Linked DNA regions of Macaca fascicularis: region 2 is linked to region 1. A link is a contact called in public Hi-C data. All regions are on one chromosome and are shown on one strand. Each heading gives the region's core, a stretch centred on a gene start, on an enhancer-like site or on the middle of the called end of the contact. The rest is flanking DNA. Distances are from core to core; before and after follow the strand shown. Region 1 has its middle 240 kb from the start of ZNF438. Region 2 holds the start of ZEB1 (zinc finger E-box binding homeobox 1).

The links. A called contact is a pair of places that touch in the nucleus more often than the background predicts.
Region 2: a Hi-C map of skeletal muscle shows a contact between it and region 1, with 7 times the contacts expected there. The contact joins the promoter of ZEB1 here to the enhancer-like site in region 1. A contact is called at or near these places in 2 of 2 Hi-C or Micro-C datasets (liver and skeletal muscle).

The regions. Positions count from the first base shown.
Region 1 is chr9:31,557,282-31,563,107 of T2T-MFA8v1.1, reverse strand. No RefSeq gene overlaps it. Among named protein-coding and RNA genes, the nearest start is that of ZNF438, 240 kb to the left of the region's middle. Within about 2 kb of position 3,652, at least 2 of the 6 cell types and tissues checked have an H3K27ac peak or open chromatin away from gene starts, as enhancers often do.
Region 2 is chr9:32,072,575-32,078,400 of T2T-MFA8v1.1, reverse strand. It overlaps ZEB1 (zinc finger E-box binding homeobox 1), which reads right to left and starts at 2,085. Exons shown (of 9, transcript XM_065520501.2): 1 at 1,474-2,085. LOC135965046 (a long non-coding RNA gene) reads left to right here and starts at 178. Exons shown (of 2, transcript XR_010577890.2): 1 at 178-1,092; 2 at 2,067-4,036.

The DNA of each region.
Region 1 (5,826 bases), core at 2,403-4,902:
ACAACCCTTTTCTGCACTGTCACCACGCTCGCATTCAGAGCAACAACTTAGAGGCACTTACAAGAGGCCTTGTTTACCTCTGTCCCACCTGAAGCATCTGTAACTGTTTGCATTTAACTGTTGAAGGTGTCAACATGAAACTCCCCAGGCTTGGTTCCCAGCACACGGATAGGTGGTGCGTTAAATGGGCCCAGGGAGGACAGATCTCACGGGAGCGGCATCCGCAGAAACTCGGGGACAGTGGTTCCAAGTCTTGATCTGGACCCTGGATTTCTTCTCTTGCTTTGATTTCTCCGTTTTCCCATCAATCACATTGGAATGTGCATGCACCCCTCTGAGACAGTTTCAGGGAGTAGTGAAATTTACAGCACTGCCATTTGGGGATCCATCCCTCTACCCTCTGCCTGTGGGTCTCTCTTAAGAGATCACCATATGGGGAACAGAGTGGAGAGAAGAAGGGATGTTCAGCCTCAAGAAGATGAGAAAAACCACAGAAGAGTGGAACATTAAAATTGTCATACGCATGCAAAGCAGATGCGTTCTATGTGGCTTCCCAGGACAGAACTCAGGCCAGAGGCAGAAGTTCTAGAAAGCCAGGTTTCTGCTTCACCTAAAAAAAGCAACTCCTAAGAACAAAAAGTGATCCACGAGGCTGCCTTGTAAGGCAGCGCTGAGTCACCCATCCTGGTGAATGTTTCAGTGGGGCTGACCCGTCACAGGGCACTTTTGGTAAAGGGGATGCCTGTGTGAGGTTGGGAACTGGACTGATAACCTTTCACTTTTCCTCCTAACTCTAAGGACCTATGTTTCTGTCACTTGGCCTTTTGTTTGTGCAAGCTTGGACATAGTTTATAACTCATCCTCAACACCATTTTACTTAGGCCCAACCAGACCTGCAATAGCCAGGGGCCTCCCTCTTTGCTCACCTCCAATGGGGGACATTTGTCTTGCTCACAGATGCCATCTATCACCTGACTACAGGACAAGCTCACAATGTGAGTCCCGACTTCCCAAAGTAAAAGTCAGAACTCAAAATCCCAGGCTCCCTTGCAGGAAAGAGGAAGTCTTGTGACCTGTCTATCTTTCATATGCTCCTGTGCAAGACTTGAATTTGGGAGTTAATAACCTGAAGGGAAAAAAGGTGCAGGAAGGAATCTGCCTGGTGCATTAATTTTCTGTTTTGAGTGACAGCAGAGGCATTGGCTTTTAGGCTGTTTCTCAGACAGTGCAAGGTCATGTCCCAGGACTAAAGTATCATTAGATCTAGCAGATGTGGCATTTCTGATGAAGCAGATTTGTGGCATTTCGTGCTTATGAGCCACAACCGTTTTCTCAGCAAGTTCTGTGACGGGATTTGGGGATCACTCCTGGACGTTTAGCTTTAACTCTGACTCCCAGCTGTCCACGACTCTGTGAGCCTGCTCCGATCTCCCAAGAGAATGGCTCAGTGCTCACCAGTCCCATTTTGTCCCCGTTGTCAGGCACACACAGAGCCAAACCACCTTTCCCAGCCTTCCTTGCCCTTCGGTGTGGCCACATGACTAAGTCCCAACTAATGGAACGTGGAGAGAAGCGACAGACCCATGCCTGGTCCCTAAAGCCTCTCGCAGTCACCCACACTCTCATCACCTAGCGAGGCGCAGAGGATCCGCTGGGAGATGACAAGAGCCCTGGAGCCATGAGAAGACAGGAGCCTGGGCTCTTGGATCACTAGCCTGCATGGTGACATGAACAAGGAATAAACCTCTTATTGTCTTAAGCCACTTGGAGTTTGCAGTTGTTATAGGATTACTGCATCTCTACTAGTACACTGAAATCCATTTTCTGAGGGACTAACTAAAGTAGATTTCTTTTTTTTTTTTTTTTTTGAGACGGAGTCTCGCTCTTTCGCCCAGGCTGGAATGCAGTGGCACGATCTCGGCTCACTGCAAGCTCTGCCTCCTGGGTTCGCACCATTCTCCTGCCTCAGCCTCCTGAGTAGCTGGGACTACAGGTGCCCACCACCACGCCCGGCTAATTTTTTATATTTTCAGTACAGACGGGGTTTCACCGTGTTAGCCAGGATGGTCTCGATCTCCTGACCTCGTGATCCACACACCTCAGCCTCCCAAAGTGCTGGGATTACAGGCGTAAGCAACAGCTCCCAGCCCCCTCCTTTTTCTTATAAGGTGAAGCCATGGTCAGGTGTGGTGGCTTATACTCGTAATCCCAGCATTTTGAGAGGCCAAGGTGGGAGGATCAGTTGAGGACAGGCATTCAAGACCAGCCCGGACAACACAGTGAGACCCCACTGCTAAAAGAATTGTTTTAAATTAGCATGCGTGGTTGGTGCCCAACTGTAGCCCCAGCTACTCAGGAGGCTGAGGCTGGGGAATCACTCGAACTCAGAAGTTTAAGGCTGCCGTGAGCTATGATCACATGACTGCACTCCAGCCTGGCAACAAAATAAGACCTCATCTCCACAAAAAATAAAAATAAAAAAGCCGAGTGTGGTGGCACTCATCTGTAGTCCCAGCTACTCAGCAGGCTGAGGCTGCAGGATCCCTTGAGCCCAGGAGTTCGAGGCTGTGGCCTGCGCTACTGCACTCCAGCCTGGGTGGCGGAGTGAGAGCCTATCTCTGAAAAGAAACAAAAGAAATCAAAAAAGGTGAAGTCAACTCTGGGTCAGGAGCCCAGAGAGCTATCTATCTCTGAAAGAAATTACCTTGTACCTGCTTGAAATCAGGCTTGAGTTCGTGCAGAAGATGCTCTTAGCCATTTCTGGCCAGCTCACCCCTGATTCACCCCTACCCACAGGGCAGTCCTATGGTGGCAGTGAGTATCCTGTGGCTGGCCCTCTGCTCTCAAGTGGCCGGACCAGAGCTGGGCATGTGATCTAAGCTGGGCCAGCTGCATATTTTGTGCCTGAATTCTGGAGATGCAGTTGCAGGCTGGGCTCCCCTGTTGAATAGAGCAGATGCAAACTGATAAACAGCGGCAGGACCATCTTCTGTCCCATGTGGACTGAGAAACAGGCCTCAAGGCAGTCAGTTGGCCAATAGAAACAAAGCAGCAGGTACACAGAAGAAAAGGCGAAAGGTGGAAGAACTTTCTGAGCCTGGAGGTATCTCAGGCCCATGGGTCCATGAGCAAAGTCTATCCACAAAACAGAGTTTTCTAGTTTGCTTAAACTAGTTCAAGTCCATTCGTAATATCTAAAATGTAAGGACCTTGATGGATACAGGAAGAAGTAGAAAAGGTTGCCCTACACGTTGGCACCTCCTGGGAACCCCAGAACCTGTTGGCTCCGGCAGAACTGGGAAACTTAAAAATTCTCATGCAGAGCTGGGGAAATCAGGCTGCAGGAGAGACCTCCTGGTACGCGTCCCTAAGTGGAAAGGAGTTTCTCCAGCCTAACAGACTCTTGTCATCTCAGAGCAAACGCAAAGAGCCAAGAGAGGTGGAGTGACTTCCCTGCGTCCCCACAGTCCATTGGCTTAGGGCTAGAACCCAGGTCCCGGGGCCTCCCAGCTGCAAGGCTGCCTAAAACCCCAAGCCTGAACTCTCACTTGGAATTAGCATCCCTTTCCCACATTTGGCCCCAGGGAGCAGCGGCCAGGCGGGAGCTATTGGGAGAAGTAAGCTCGAGTTGCTAGGCTGGCGACAAATGACGCGGCTAATTCTCCTCGCCTGGCTGGTCTCTGCGCCCTGGGACCCCGTGTCCCCGCGCACAAGTGCGCGCTCAGGAGCCCGGCCCGGGAGCAGCTGCGGAGGCCGGGCGGCCCTGGGAAGATGCCTGGCGGGTTGTGGGGGGAGGGAGGAGAGGGTACTGGGCTCGGTGCCCCCACTCACCCACCCCTGCACCGCGGGGGGCGGCGCTGGGCGGCCCCGGTAGGGCCAGCCCCGCAGGGCCTTTCAGAGTTAATTAGCCTTCATGAATATGGATGCCACCGCCGATTGAAGATGGTTGAGAGGTCGTAACCTGACCTCGGCGAGGCGTGTATAAAGAAAAGCCTACTTTTCTCAGCTCGGCTCCTAATTGAAAGCCCGAGTTGTCTGGCGCTGCGCGGAGGGTGTGATCGCGCGCCCCGCTCCCTGCGCTCTCCGGGGACGGTGGCGGGGGCGCCCGGGCGCGCTCGGGGATCCGCAGGTGTGTGCTGGCGGCCCAGCGCAGCGTCGCCGCGGCGGGATCCGAACTGGGGATTTATTCTGAAAGCTTTCCTTTTCCATGATGGTTTTCATTTCCTGTAATTTAGAGCTGGAAGCATTTATGGAATATCACATGGTTTTCGTTTACACAGGAAATCAGCTGCAGTTGTGAGAAGATACTGACTTACTTTTCTTGTTTGTTTTTGAAATCCTCCTCCCACATCCAAAAAAAAAAAAAAAAAGAAAGAAAGAAAGAAATTTTAAAAAGACGAGCTGGCAGCATGTTTTGAAATAGTTCTCCTTTTTGATCCAACCTCACTGTTCTCCAAAGGGGACTGCAGTTTATTTCTGACACGTGGTAATCACTTTATGTGAAGAAACCCCAGCATCGAGAGATGCTTTGGTTTTTTTTCAGAGCAAAGCGGGGAGCTCAGAGGGGGTGGGGGCGGCCAGGGGGCGCCCACAGCTGCGCCGGCAGCTTCCTTTCTGGGATGGGAACGATTTCTAAAGGATCTTCGGGAAAGGAGCCTGCGAACCAGGCCGCCTTTGGAGTTGAACTCACTCCCTCCCCGAGAAAGACAGCACTTACTGCCCCAGTTAACCTGCTGGGACCACTGCTTACAACCTTAGAGTCGCAGCGTCGCGCCCCCACCCCGGAGTCACAGTGTAAGTCTCTTCTTAACCCAGCCCCACCCCATCACCCCAGAAATCATCAGAGACCCGCAGGGTTTTATCACAGCGATTGAGGCCGAGGTGGAAGAATTTGCTATTTGTTTTTTTCATCTATGCCCCCGGGGTGCCACTGAGTTGAAGTCAGCACTCTCTTCTCTCTGCTGGGGATGGTTCTAGCCACTTCCCACCCTCCACCCCTGGTTCGGAGGGCAACTAGACCGCCGTGGGCAATAGCACCACCGTGTGGCCTGCCTCCCTCTCCAAGCTTCTTCCCATCCCTTTTCTGGGATCCTCCTGGGCCGTAGTGTGGATTTAGCGGGGCTGGGATGGTCCCTGCCCGTTTTCTTCTCTTCCCTGCAATGCGCTGAACACACAGGGCACCAGACGCTCTCACTTCAAGCCATCTACTAAGACATTCTGCAATGACAGATCCGTTTCTTTGATTCAAGGCTTAGCTCCCAATGAAACGGAAGATGCCCTTGCAGAGATACAATTTAGGCACCGAATTTAGGGTGAAACAGTGTATTACTGTTTCCCAAGGATTGAGTGGGCTCCTAGAGAAAGGAAGAGGCCCAGCCTGAGACCCAGAGGGACAGGAGCCAGCACTGTGGCCATCCTTCAAGCCAGGGCCCTGGTGATTCATTCGGTGGGACTGCGAGGTGGTCGGGTGGTGGCTCTGGGAGGTGGGTAGTGACAGAGTCCTGAACACATTTCAGGGGGTGTGGGGGAGCCTTCTGAGAATGTCCAGACCTCGTGGGGCCTCTAGGACCCAGGTGGCCCTCGATGGTCACTGTGTCCCCAGCAGCTGAGACCCATTTGAGAGTCCCAGGCAGCTGCACCATGACCATGTTCTGCTCCTCTCCCCCAGCCTGTAAAACCAACAGCCATCTGTGTGAACATGAGCCCCATGTTTTTATGGGCTGTCTACTGGTGGCTGCACACAAGCCAGGATGGAGGCTTACGGTCGCTGCTGTCTCAGCCTCCAAAGATGAAACTGTGTAATGCGACTCATTCTCTGAAACCAAA
Region 2 (5,826 bases), core at 836-3,335, 520 kb before region 1:
CTTTTTTTTAACTCTCACGCCAGGCAGAGGGGTGTGTGTTTCCCCTGGCACAGCAGCACAAATCAATAAACACTGCAGCTGCGGCGCGAGTAGCAGCCCCGCGCGTCCGTCGGTCCGTCCGCCCCCTCCCCCCACCCTCCTTCCACCCGAGACCCAGAGCGCCATCCAAGCCCCATTATCCGGCTTCAGCGCTCCGTGCGTCCGGCCCAGGTAACAACTTCCCCAAAAAGCGAAAGAGAAAAGCGAGAGGCGCACGCACACCGGCCCATCCCGGCGCAGAGACCGCGTCTGCCCCGGGAGGGGGATCTGTCTGTGGTGCTTCCCGGTCTCTAAGCCCAGGTAACAACTCCGCAAACACACCCGCCGCCCAGCTCGCCTCCATCCGCGCGGCTCCCGGTGGCGTTAAGTAGGTGCCTTTCCTGCCCTGTCCCCGCGCCTCCCCGCCGCGCCCCGCCAAACGTGGACCCCAATCGCGGGGCTCGTAGCGGAGTCCCCAGGCCGGGGCTCTGGGCCCGGCGGCGGGAGGCGCCGGAAAGGAGGGGCGCTTAGGAACCCGCGCCCCCGCCTCTAATCCCCGTTCCGCGAGCGCGCCCGGCCCGCGGGTCCCAACTTTACCGCCGCCGGCCAAGCCCTGTCCGCCCGCGGCGCGCACCGCCGGCGCCCGCGCACACGCGCGCACGGACCCCACGCAACCCGCGGTCGTCCCGTCCCGCCGCCGCCCGCCCGCCGCGCGCCCACAGCCCGGCCCGAGTCGCGGGGCCCGAACGACGGCGCCAGCCGGGGCCGCGGCGCGCGGAAGCCACTTTGCACGGTCAGCGCCGGGCACAAGTTTGTTCTGCGGCTCCCGGGTGCTTGGGCGCTGAGGGAGAATCCCGCCGAGGGGGCCGGGAGGAAGTGCAGAGGGAGGCGCCGAAGGGTACAAGAGTGGGGAAAAGTGCCGAAAGAAGCAACAGCCGCTCCACCCGGGACCAGAAAAGTGGCCAGCGCGTCCCGGCCGCCCGCCCTGCGCCGGGGATGCGGCGGCGCCGGCGGCGGCTAACGGTCCAGGGAGGCGGCAGGGGCGGCTGGAGCCGCTAGGCGGAGAGAGACCAGGTAAGAGACATAACGGTTCAGGGAGAGCGAGCGGCCGCGGCGCGGCTCCGGCAGCGACGGCAGCGGAGGGGGGCAGAGAGCACTACTTTCTACTTTCCCACTCCACTTTGCCGTCCCTGCCCCGGCCGCCCCCAGCCCGGCTCGCCCCTCTCACCCCCGGGGGCGCCCCGGCTGCCCGGCTCCCCCTGACTCCGCTGCTCCCCGGTCCCCTCCGCCACTCACCGTTATTGCGCCGCGGGTTCGCCTGCTTTCTGCGCTTACACCTGGGGCCATCCGCCATGATCCTCTCGCTTGTGTCTAAATGCTCGAGTCACCTCCTCCCCCTCCCTCCCCCTTCCCCCCCACCCCTCCGCCTCCACCCCTCCCCCCTCCCCACCGCACCTGGTTTACGACACTCCCGGCTTTACGACATCACCTTCCTTACACCTAGAGGCGCTCGCTCTACGGCCGGAACCTTGTTGCTAGGGACTGGGCGGTTTGCGGCAACCGTGGGCACTGGTGAATTTGAATTGAGGGGCGAGGGAAAAGTTTTCCTCAGGTGTGGTGGGGTGAGGGAGGCGGGTGTTGGGAAACCGTGGGGACGTGGTCAGAAAGGCGACGGGCTGTCGGAGTTGGAAAGGTAAAGTTGGAGGCTCGGCGGCGTCCTGCCTCCGCGCTGGCCACACCCGCCGCGGCTGCCCTGGGCAGGGAGAGATCTGGCTGATTCTCTCTGGACCCTGTGCCCTCGGAGCTGCCCCTCCGAGCGCCCAGAGGTCCCCGCCTGCCTGCTTCCTGGAGGCAGGGCTACCATCAGTCCCACGCCTCGCGTGTCAGCCCCGCGCACCCCGGGGCCAAGGAAAGGGATCGCGGTCTGGACTCCCCGGGGAGTTCCCTTGAAGAGGGGAAGGGCAGTTTCGGGGACGGCGAGGACATGCGGCGCCCGGAGAGAGGCTACCTGACCCGCGCAGCCCGGACTCCCTTCCCTTCCCTTCCAGGGACGCCCGGTTTCCCCCCAAGCGAACCAGGATGGGAAGTGACTTCAATGAGATTGAACTTCAGCTGGACTGAAAGAGAGGCTAGAAGTTCCGCTTGCCAGCAGCCTCGTTAGTAGAGCGGAATGAGTAATACCCACACGGTGCTTGTCTCACTTCCCCATCGGCACCCGGCCCTCACCTGCTGTCACCTCGGCCTCCCCCACCCGGTCCGCCCTCCCCGCCCTCCTCCTCGCATAGATCCCTGGGATCCTAGGCGGCAGGACTCAGAGCTAAGCCTGTATCCACAGGCCATGAATTCCTTCCTAAATTAGCGGTCATCGCTGTGCAGGACCTTAAGGCAAGAAGCATCGGCTGACAGATGTGATCTCTGAACCTGACAGATTGCTGATTTTATCTTATTTTATCCTTGACTTGGTACAAGTTTGGGGATTTCTGAAAAGACCACGCAGATAACCACAAATATCAAGAAAGTTGTCTTCAGTGTTCAGTAGAATTTAGATTTAGGTTTCCTTCCTGCTTCCCACCTCCTTCGAATAAGGAAACGTCTTTGGGACCAACTTTATGGAATAAATGAGCTGTATGCCAAATACTATAGTTATAAATTAACAATGTAGGGGTTATTGATAGAGAAACGGAGAAAACTGAAACATGACCAGAGTATTGGAAATAACGTAGTACATCACCTAGTACAGTGACACATAATAGGTGCTCAATAAATTTATGCTTACAATTTTTGCCACATCATGGCAGGATTTTTTTATTAGGTTAAAATTATCTTTTGAACACTTTCTGGAATTTTAGAATATTCGTTAATAATGTCTTCAAACCTTTCAACTGAAATAAATTTACAACTGAAGTCTGGTGATTTAAAGTTAGAAAGTTTAATCTTGAATGTAGATGAACATTTTCTCTCCCGCATTTTCTTGGGCATTTTGAGAAGTAAATGCATTATTTATTGGTCCATGAAATGTGACTGTAAATATTCTTTGCTATACACGATGACTATATATCTGCATTCATCCTCAATGCCAAAACTAGAATCATTAGTCTTAATGATCATTTTAAGTACAGGCAGTCCTCGCTGTCCTCGATACCATGTTAACCGAAACTTGTGCATGTCAACACGGTGTCCTTTGCTTGGTTAAGTGTGAGCTCTTCCTCCCTTTTTAAGAGTTGTACAATGTTTTTCAGTCGCCTACTGAATCAGGTCATAGACTATGGAATTGCCCCCACAGTAAGGAAAAAAAAAAAAAAAACTTTCCAACTCTAGCACACATTTTATCTACTCTTAAACTTAGGAAGTATTACAAATAGCATTTTCTCATGTTCTCTGGCCTATACCTCCCCTCTCAGCTTCCTTCAGTGTTCATTCTCACCTCGTAAAGAGATGAAGTGAAGAGACAAACAGAAGTCATTTTCTTCCTTTAGTGGCTTCTGGTTTAGTTAGTTTAGGCCAGACTCTGTGGACAAGTACCTTTTCAGGCAACTTTTTTTTCTTCTTATTTCTATGTCCTCAACACCTAGTGGAGTATGTAGCCAATAGTAGGTGCTTAATAAACATTTCTTAAATTAATATTGTTGACCTTTTCTGACCCTGTTCTTGACAGTAAGATACATAATCTGCCTTCATCCCCTTAGTCCTTAGGAACAGCTAGAGTCATGGATGTGAAAGTGATTACTGTCATTAATATCCAGACTAAAATTGCTCGTGATTTTAGTTTCTCCACAATCATTTTCCCTAAACAATGAACTCTTTTCACCTTATTTTTAAAATATGCACAGTGAATATTACTGGTAGCCCAAATCTTCTAACATAAAATTTCCATTTTGTAAAAGCTTCTGATAAGTATGTAGATTATGAATTTAATGTTTGATTATTATACTGTAATGTTCTTGAAAATATTGATATCTGGACTGGAAAGAAAACAGATGAAAGTAAATCTCAGAATAAATTACTGCTTTAAACATGATGCATGTGTGATGGTTGCTTCTTATCTCTTAAATATAACTAAAGAATAGGGGAAAAGTCTTTAGAATCTATTTATAAAAGAAGATTATTAAAATTTAGGCTTATTCAAATCCAATGGTAGGGGATACTAATATATGAGTTTAACATGTATCCTGCATTCTTGATTTTAGTAATTGTAGTGCTGTCATATAGCATACATGCAATATATATGCTTATTTTTAATATGTCAATGAAATGTTAACACTCTGCTGCTACTGAGCACTGGGATTATGTATGCTGAAGGGAAGATATTCTAAAAATGAATTGCTATACTAACTTCCAAATTTACGGGTAAAATGTAAATGGATAAAATAGTTCCAATACTGAGTTTTTTCTATAAATTTTTCATAAACCCTTTGCACCTGCTATTTGCTTTTCATATATGAATCATGTATAAATTAGGATAAAATTTGACATAAAATTATCTTAAATTTAAAATGTAGAGATTTCATGGTGATCCACATGAAGCATATCATTCCCACATACCTCTTCCAAAACACATTGAGAAGTGCAATGTATAATTCTCTAGTCTTCATCGAAATTTAAAGTTGGTTAATTTCATGGAAGGATAGCATGTAAATGCAACTCTTGAATTCAATACCTAATTTTAATCTTAGAGATTTTGAAGGAAAAGAATGTGATACATGTTATCCCTCAAAGTACAGAATTTAGAGGTCCCATAAAGCCGCTACTCAATTCTTGGCTCTGACCATGGCTCCTGACCTACGGTAATTCTGGATTTGTGGTTCACCGTGGAACAAAGAAGGGCAATGGTCATTTCACTGTTGCAGTCTCACCAAATTCTGCAGTCATTGAGTCAGGAAGGAAACATGACTACAGGATGATGCAGAACCCACAGTTGGCCATAGGACCCATGCCAGCCCTTCGAATACAGCCTCCCAGGAGGTATCACAGGGACAAATGTTTTCTCCATACTTTTTGATTTTGTTACATAGTTTACCACAAAATGGTACTTACCCCTCTGGGGAATGAGGCTCCTATTTTTAATATAAGTCAATGAAATGTTAACACATGAAGTTTCTTACTTAGGGGGTGATTTTTCAGGAACGTGTCTAATACAGAGATAGATGTAAGTATAAATATATGGAGAAAGAGATTTGCAGGATGTCGGTGAACATCCAAAAAGTAAAACTAGTATTTTCCATGAAGTCACAATAATTAAAAAGGATTTCTTTCAAAGGCTGCCTCCATAGAAGTTAGACTGTAGTTTCTATTACTAATATTACTTACGAATATGAATAACATTTTTTTCTATACTTAATTATACGTTAGGTAACTTGAGAGGAAGCAACACGCATATTTTTGATTTAAGTGAATTTTAAGTATTCACCATGATATCGGGTCTGATAGCTGGTTTCTACCGCTGTTTTTTCTCTTTTGTCTTCATGTATTTCTTTTTTCTGTCATCTTGACTTCTTTTAGCAGCTAATTGATTCTGTTACAGAGTATGGCAGTTTCTTTGACCTAAAGTGCTGGCATTCTGCAAACCACAGATCCTCAGTTACAGTCTTTGCCTCTGTTCAATCCTTGGTGTACAGGCATTTATAATGTTTGCAGTCAGTAACAGGTTTTAGATGTTCTACCATTGTATTAAATTCACATGAGAAAGTTGGTGATAAATACCCTGTGTCCAATTATATGCACAACTTTAAGATCCCTGGTCACACCCTTCTCATTCTCTTCAGACCTCATGCCTCTATTTCTTTGCTCACTGTCTTTATCCTACTTACA